3 separate regions of the Mus musculus genome follow, and regions 1 and 2 are each linked to region 3. The links are chromatin contacts, called in public HiChIP or PLAC-seq maps. All regions are on one chromosome and are shown on one strand. The core of a region is the stretch at or near the end of the contact, and the rest is flanking DNA. Distances in the headings are between cores, read along the strand shown. Region 1 overlaps Asah1 (N-acylsphingosine amidohydrolase 1). Region 2 has its middle 6.7 kb from the start of Asah1. Region 3 overlaps Pcm1 (pericentriolar material 1).

Region 1 (2,700 bases), core at 79-2,578, 82 kb before region 3:
AAATATATACTTGTCATCTACATGAGAAGAAAGTCTTATATAAAGAGTTATCACAAGTAATTACCAAATATAAATAACTCTAGAGAAAAATAGATTAATAGTTCATGATAATACTGAGATTCATCAAAACATAAATAAACTGAGAATAAGCTAGGCTGAGGTCAAAATGCAGGCTAAGCACAGAATGTTAGCATTTAACAAGACAGAAGCATGCCGCACACCTTCAGATTCAAAGGTGAATGGCGTTTTCCTTTAATGTCATGGTTGTTAACATCAGCAAAACCTTTCCCTGGTTTTTCTCCCCCACAGGAGAGATTATTTCATTCAACATTTTCTATGAATTGTTTACCATGTGTACATCAATCATAACTGAAGATGAGAAAGGTAATCTGCAGAGAACATCATACAATGTACTTTTTAGAATAAGTTAGAACATGTGCTAAGTAGGCTTGCTATTTCAATTGTGTGTCTGTTATATATCATTTAGTATATCCTGGTAAATTCTTATAAGTGCATTGAAAATTAGTCTTATTTTAAGATTACTATAATGCTTATTAAACTTTAAATGAGACGTGGAAAATGTGGAAGAAGTGTTCTAGACCAGAAGCATTCTTTGTAAAAGAGATCATGTTAAGTGTCTGAGTGTTTGCTTTAATGTGTTGACTGTGTACCATGCGCATGTCTGGCACTCCAGGAGGCTGCAGAGGGCATCTGATCCCTCCCAACTGCAGCTACAGACACTTACAAACTGCCAAGTGCCTGCTGGGAACTAAACCTGTGCTGTCACTAAGAGCAGCACGTGCCCTTAACCACCGAGGCATGCCTCCAGCCCCTCAGAAACTTTTGTGTTTTCTGCATATCTGCATAGTCCCTTTATCCCCACCTGTATAACTGAGTAGAAGGAAGTGTTCACCAGGGGCCTCTGCTACCCGCGCTGAGGCAGTGTCTTGGTCACTATTCAATCTGTGAAAAGACCATGGCCAAGATAGCTCTTATGAAATAAATATTTAATTGGGACTTGTTTCTGCTTTCAGAGGCTTAGTCCATTATCATCATCATGCTTAGCAGCAGGCAGGAAGCCATGGTGCTGGAGAAACAAACCCCTGAGAGCCTCACTGATCTCTAGGCCGAAGGGAGGGGGGAGAACAGGAACCTGGCCTTGGTGCGGGCTTTTTGAAAACTCAAAGCCCATCCCCAATGACACACTTCCGCCAACAAGGCCACACCTAATACTTCTCAAATAGTGCCACTCCCTGATGACTAAGCATCCAAATACTTGGGCCTGTGGAGGCCATTCTCATCCAAGCCACCTCAGGCAGTGACAGAGGTTTTTCTGGAGTCCCAGAACAAACACTCTCATAGTTTCTTAGTCAGCAAGCACTGTGTGTGAGAGCTTCACTTTCCTAGATTTTCCTGGCTGGACACCAAGACACATGACCCTGGCTATTGACTTACACCTAAGACTTGAGATGTCCATTTGTAGGTGGCAATCAAGGAACTGGGTAAGTCGTATTATGAGGTTATGTCCTGGCAGAATTGCTTTGCAGTTGTTCAAGGAATAACCATTGATTTGTTTCCATATCTGAGTCAGATTTTAGATACTGTGATATCTAACGTGTGCTTGTAACACCAGTTTGAACTTGTTAAGGCTTTTTCCTGGCAGCCAGGGTTCTTAATTATTATACATTGCTTGGTAAAACAGTTTTGAATGTGAATATTCACAGCTGCCTATGTCCATGTATTAAGAATCCATTGTATTTTAACTGTGGATTCATGTCTCTCTCACTTTCTTCTTAAAAGGTCATTTACTACATGGGAGAAACATGGATTTTGGAATATTTCTTGGGTAAGTAAGCAACTTGACCTACTTTTACTACCTTAGAAGAGTAGATGATAGAATTACCTTGATGAAAAGTAAACGCCCCTCATGCGCAGAGGAGAGCCGTGGGTGAGGATGACGGGATTCCTTAGTGTTAGAAAGGCAGGCACCTGGGGCGTCTCAGTCACTTAGGAGGCGTATCGCAAGAGTTGCACGCAGTGGACAGGAATTTGGACCATGCTTGAGGGCGCAGATCCTTATTTTCATTTATTGCTGAAGTCTGCCATCTCGGCCTTTATGAAAACATGATGGCTTTCTAATAGAGATCGTCATCTGAATCTAGGTCTCGCTGTTGATGTGACCAGAATTAGTCAGCTTTTCTGAGCATCAAGTTTTAGCCCCTGGAAAAAGGATGAAGCCACCCTGTTTTTGGATGAAGAAATGTTTATTCTGGCTTACAGTTCATAGGTTTCAGTCCATGGTCAGCTGGCTCTTCTGTTTCTAAGGCTAATAAGGCCTCAGAGCATCGTGTTGGTTGGAGCAGGTATCAGAGGAGGCTGTTTACCTCGTCGAGAGAGGAGTGCAGTAAAGACAGTGTAGCCTCCGAGGGTATACATCCGAGGGTATCCATCCAGGACCCTGCTTCCTTCATACGGGACCCAGCTCCTAAGTTGGCATTATCTCCCAATAATCTCTCAGCTTATTAACCCATCAGTAGATTAATCTAATCACTCCCTAAAGCCTTACCTCTGAACATCAGTTCACTGAGGACTGGGCCTGTAACATTTCAAATCCACCATAGTACACTCAAGGCTCTGTTAAGGTTGATCCTAAGTGACCAGCTAGAAGAAGCTCCTGTAACCAGACATAGCATCTCAGAC
Region 2 (2,700 bases), core at 98-2,597, 110 kb before region 3:
AATCAGTGTTAAGTCCCTCACATGAACCATCCCTAACATGTCTGAAGCTCAGAAGGAAGGCTGAGATGGCTGGAGTCCCATGAAAGCAGGACAAACTGTAGGATGAGCGATCAGAGAAGTAGCAGCAGCTAGCCAAACCAGAAGTGGATTTATAGATCGTGGTAAGAGCACTGGCTTTTATTCTGAATAACAGGTAAGTAATGGATGGTTTAGAGCAGAGAAGAATGTAGTCCTTAGTATATGAATGATGGGTGATGGCAGGAATCATCCTTAGATAAGTGTAACCTAGACTGAGGCAATGGGAGTGTACAGGAATGTTAGATTCTGGATTGCCGCAGACTGGCCTCAGTCCGTCCCTCAATCTGTGGGACAATCAGGGTCCGGGTACAGGTGGGCAAGGAGTCGGCGAAAAGTGACAAGTAGACTCAAACACAAGGGAGTGTTGTATCTGAATGTAGTTTGTCAAAGTGAGCATCAGACTTATATATTACAGAAAACAAAAAAGTTAAGTGATATATTAAGGTCATCCAAAGTACACTGAAGTTATGACACAAAACAAGAAATGCATTCAAAAAGACTGGCAGAAACCAGGCAATGTGTACAATTGAGATAAGATCAGCCCTATCTGAAGTCAGCTATTCACAGGACCCAGGTGAAAGGTCTGATGCAATACTAGTCTATTGTTAAACCCACCACCAGGGGTCCCTTAGTTAATACCTACTCATGCCATACCTCTAGGCCTAGTGAAAAACATGCACCAGGGCAGTTCCTTACTACTAATCCTTTCATGAATAATACAATACTCCAGTTCCTCTTAAAACTACAACCTTTCTTCTTCCTCGGCCATTGTAAATTCCTGTGTATGGGAGGGACTCGGCTATTGTTCTAAGGGTTTACTATGTAGACTAGCCCAGAGATTTCTAGCTCTATTCAAGTAAATTTACAATGCCTGATTTCTTTCACTATCTCTCTTACAATACTAGAAGCAATTCTGAATGTTAGTGAATAGGTAACATTCTTACTGAATTCCAAGCCCAGGGTCAGCTCAAGGACTGCCTAGGACATTGGAACACTGGTGGAGGCTAATCTAACTTAGCTATATGTCAAAATCAATCCTTAAAGGCACTTATAATAAAACAGTATTGAAGGAAAGCACACAGATCCGCTCACTGACTAAAGCAGGACAGATTTGGAGCATTCGTTTTACAGGATGCCACGGTTCCAGGAGACTAAGTTTCCATGAACTTTTCACCTCGGGACTGCATCCAAGCTTTTGGGCCGGTCACAGTCACTGCTGGAGTGGGTGTGGCACTGGATATCATGCAGATCAATGGTAAATCCAGTAAGATTTGCTGGTGTAGTGAATGTGTAACAAGAAAGATAAAGTCAAAGATGACCAAAAGATGTCTGTCCTAAGCATAACAGGACAATTGAATTGTTCCTTACTAAGAAAACTGGAGAAGTGATAATTTGTCACATTGTAGTTCATTTGTGCTGCTGCTGCCACAACAGAACCACTTAGGACTGGTTAGTGAAGCTCAGCATTGTGGCCCAGATCTAAGGAGGAACTGCATCAACTACCACAAGTTTAAGGCAAGCCTGGTCTATACAACAAGTTCTGGGCCAGCCTCAGCTACATTCCAAGACCCTGTCTCAACCTCTCAACATACACACAGTTTTACATACATGTGTGTGTGTCTGTGTGCATACATATATGCATACATATGAATTTTATATATATGTTTATATAATTTTCTAGTAGTGAAAAGTCCACTAGTCGAGCTCCAGTCTCGGACAAAGCTTCTTTACTGGATCCTCACATAGCTAAAGGCAAAAGAGGCCAAAGGCTCTGTGAACAGCCTCTTTTGAAACTATCATCTAAATATATTACTTCCAAGCAGGACTGTGGTGGCCCGAGCTTTAATCCCAATGGTCTGCGAGGCAGAGGAAGGTGGGTCTCTGGAGGCCAGCCTGGTCTATACATCCAGTTCCAGGGACAGCCAGGCAACACAGAGAAATCCTGTCTAGAGAAAAAAAAAAAAAAGCCCCCAAATCAAAAAGGAATCTATCTCCAAATGCCAGTTCATATGTCCAATCTAATCAAAACAATGGAAAATATGTAAAATATTTGAGTGGGAGTTGAATGTGCATTATATTCTTTTTAGTTGTAAGCTTGAGGTTTGGCATTAGTGTGTTAACACTGTGTGTATATCTTTGATAGCACCTATAGATCTGCTCTGTACATATAGTCAATGATAACTCTATACCCCATATATTAGCGCCAGTCATTTGCTGTGACTGGTTTTAGTTGCCATTCCAAGGTGACCTTCCTACTTCTCACTTCCCTGAGAAACAAATACACACAGCTATTAGATAGAGCTAAAGAGCAACTGATTATAGTGAAACCGACCTGCGAGCTCAGAACTCATGGCGAAATGAGAGTTCATCTTATTTTCCTCTGGAGTGAATCTGTACATCCTGTGACTTGACAAACACAGCTACATCCTGGGCACACAGCCAATAAGAGGGTGTGATGAGTGCGGGGTGAAGCTGGAGCTGGGACAGCACCATTACCATCGGCAGTGTGGTGGCAAGGACTTATATAAGCTTCCCCTCCTTGGCTACTTTCTCTACATGTCTTCAGGAGCTCCTTCAAGGTGCTTTCTCTGGAACTTAGCCATCATGTTACACTTGTATTTG
Region 3 (2,700 bases), core at 173-2,672:
TACCCTAAGAATTCTTTGAGCCTCCTTGCCTCAGACTTCAGTGTGCTGGGATTACAGGTGTTATGATACCAGGCCTGGCTTGCTTATTATTTTTTAAACCTTCTTTGCAAGACAAATAAACAACAATCTTAGCTGAGTGAGATTTAAAACAAAAACAAAACAAAACAGCAGTAATTCCTGCAAAGTGGAAACAAAAAAAAACAAGATCCCTATCACCCTGAGGTTACAAAACAGTACTATATACAGGCCTGTCTGTTTTACCTCTCAAAGATACTCTGTCTGTACGGTATGATAGCCAGGAGTTGTTCCTGCAACCTCTTCTGTATAACCAGAGAAAAGCACAGAACAGAGTAAACCTGGCTTGCAGGTTGCTACACTAGTCAACAACCGAGATCTGATAATACAGTAATAGCAATTCATTTTGTAATAATGAGCCTTTCTTCTAAAGCAATTATTCTGTGACTATCACATACCAGAGTCATCCATCACAGCTATAGCTTGCTCTGCTTTATGCTGCAAAGCTAGAAGAGCAGCCTGTCGGCCCTGCAGAGCTCGCAGCTGCTCCTGCTGTTGTAACATTCTTTTTAATAAATCATGTTGTTTCTTCAAATTTTCTGTCTCTTCCATAGGCTCCTGCTGAGGATCTCTGGCCTGAAAAATAAGACCAACAATACTAATACCTGACAGTTGAAATCCATGGCCCTGTTTCATTTGCCAATGGCAAAGTACAGCAGATACTAGTTTCAATTAAATACACAAGTCTAGATACAGTTTTAATAGACTTAGAAAACTGGTATGTCCCATACTAAAAATTGAGTAATTTTACAGTGAAAAACTATGAGGAGTTAAAAGGAAGAGAATAAAACTCTTAGAAAGCAGAAGGTTTCAAAGTATAGGAAGGCAAATGGAGCTATACATACTGCAGACAAAATAATAGGGAATTACAAATTATACTGAGTTAATGTTCTCAAAGATTTTCTCTACAAACTATCAGGTAGCAAAACTTTCTACCCATTCCAGAAGATAACTTTCCACATACACAACAAAAGCAAAGTAAGTGAGGGCAGGAGAGAAGACAGAGACACAGAGAGTAAATATTCCAACTTCTAACCAAGGTCAAGAATTTTTAAATATATTTGATTATCTTATGTAAAAAGGCCTAAATGAAGCACATTAAATATATAACAAAGCAGAAAACTCTATTTTGTATCAAGTGGTTTTATTAGTTTTTAACTCTTAAATTACATCCATTTAGCTGAGTTTGGGGCATAAACTGAATCTGGAAGACTTCCCCAATACAATAAAAATTTATCATCCTCTCTATATGCAACATAAAAGATTTGAATAGGGACTACTTAGAAGAAACTACCAATGGGGGTGGAGATGACTCAGCAGTTACACACGCTTGTTACTCTTGCATAGGACCCAGCCCAGGTTCACTTCCCACCACTCCCAGAGGTTCACCACCACCTGTAACTCTAGTTCCTAGGCTCGAACACCCTCTTCTGATCTCTGTGGGCATCAGACATGCATAGGATACCCACTCATACATACAGGTAAAACACTTATACATGCAAAACAAAACAATATTTTAAAAGAAAAATTTAAAGAAGTAATGACCAAGTGGGCTGATGATATGGCTTAGTGGTAAAGTTCTTGCTTTAAGGCCACATGTGTTCAAAAAACAAACAAACAAAACAAAACACATACACAAAATTAAAATTTAAAACACAGCTGAACAAAACTAATCAAAAACAGAAATGTAAATACAGCCCCAAACAATAAATTTTAAGCCAAGTTATATATAAAATATATTGTAAAGATATTCTTCATAAATGATTTACCATCAAAATATTTTAAAGTTCTATTATTTTAATCCATTGACAAAAAAATATTCCCTTTAATGTATTGATTTGGTTTCAAATTTGCCACACTAACAAATTTTTGTTGGGAATATAAAATTTTAAATGATTTCTCCCCTAAAATTACTAAAGCAAGTAAAAAGTTAAATGATTTCTTTTGAAAGTACAAATGAATACACTGATCTACTCTCCCTGGGCAAATGAGATTTCTAGAGAAACCACAGGGAATACAGACAGCTCAACAAGTTTCCTTCTGGATGACATCCTTCACCAGCGTTACACAAAGCCTCTTCCATCTACCTCCTCCAAGTAGAACCATCAATATTGTAAATAAGACTGGGTAGCCATGACAACATCTTACATTGTGACTTAGAAATGGGGGAAAAGTGAAGAAAGTACAGTTAACTATTCAGAGGATTAACTATTAAGATGAGACTAGAAGTTTAGTGCAGGTTGATGACACCTCACACCTTTTATACACACATAGTTTACATTTCAGATTAGTAGTCACAATCAACTATGAAGAAAGCTGAGAAGCTAGCTGGCTGTAGTGGCACATGCCTTAAATCTCAGTACTTGAGAGGCAGAGGCAGCTATAACTCTGAATTCAAGGCCAGTGTGGTCTATATGAGTTCCACCCTAGCCATGAGTTGTACCCTAGCTACACAGTAAGACCCTGTCTTTAAAAGCAGGGGGATTGGGAGGAGGCAAATTGAACTGCTTGCCTTATAAGCATAAGAACTTGAGTTGGATCCTCAGAACCTATATTTTTTTTTTAGAAAAAGGCTAGAACTAGTGGTCCACACTTATAAACTTGCTCCTTCAAAGGTGGGGAGAA

The links. HiChIP or PLAC-seq counts read pairs in DNA pulled down with a chosen protein or histone mark.
Region 1: an H3K27ac HiChIP or PLAC-seq map of embryonic stem cells shows a contact between it and region 3, with 8 read pairs. The contact joins two enhancer-like sites. A contact is called at or near these places in 1 of 39 promoter capture datasets (the C10 cell line), 1 of 15 datasets of contacts at CTCF or cohesin (the NIH/3T3 cell line), 27 of 484 Hi-C or Micro-C datasets (B cells, CD8 T cells, the CH12 cell line and 24 more), 9 of 115 datasets of contacts at active chromatin or transcription factors (astrocytes, bone marrow-derived dendritic cells, cardiomyocytes and 3 more) and 3 of 9 other capture datasets (adipose tissue, embryonic stem cells and liver).
Region 2: an H3K27ac HiChIP or PLAC-seq map of embryonic stem cells shows a contact between it and region 3, with 8 read pairs. The contact joins two enhancer-like sites. A contact is called at or near these places in 6 of 39 promoter capture datasets (the C10 cell line, the HPC-7 cell line, liver and 2 more), 4 of 484 Hi-C or Micro-C datasets (CD4 T cells, cortical neurons, pre-pro-B cells and 1 more), 5 of 115 datasets of contacts at active chromatin or transcription factors (bone marrow-derived macrophages, embryonic stem cells and epiblast stem cells) and 2 of 9 other capture datasets (adipose tissue and liver).

The regions. Positions count from the first base shown.
Region 1 is chr8:41,347,234-41,349,933 of GRCm38.p6, reverse strand. It overlaps Asah1 (N-acylsphingosine amidohydrolase 1), which reads left to right. Exons shown (of 14, transcript NM_019734.3): 6 at 310-384; 7 at 1,801-1,846. Among named protein-coding and RNA genes, the nearest start is that of Asah1, 26 kb to the left of the region's middle. Within about 2 kb of position 1,328, at least 56 of the 459 cell types and tissues checked have an H3K27ac peak or open chromatin away from gene starts, as enhancers often do. A contact at or near this core is called in embryonic stem cells, where this site is marked.
Region 2 is chr8:41,380,003-41,382,702 of GRCm38.p6, reverse strand. It overlaps a transcript of Asah1 not described here. Among named protein-coding and RNA genes, the nearest start is that of Asah1, 6.7 kb to the right of the region's middle. Within about 2 kb of position 1,347, at least 22 of the 459 cell types and tissues checked have an H3K27ac peak or open chromatin away from gene starts, as enhancers often do. A contact at or near this core is called in embryonic stem cells, where this site is marked.
Region 3 is chr8:41,265,138-41,267,837 of GRCm38.p6, reverse strand. Pcm1 (pericentriolar material 1) reads right to left here. Exons shown (of 38, transcript NM_023662.3): 6 at 474-651. Among named protein-coding and RNA genes, the nearest start is that of Pcm1, 27 kb to the right of the region's middle. Within about 2 kb of position 1,422, at least 10 of the 459 cell types and tissues checked have an H3K27ac peak or open chromatin away from gene starts, as enhancers often do. A contact at or near this core is called in embryonic stem cells, where this site is marked.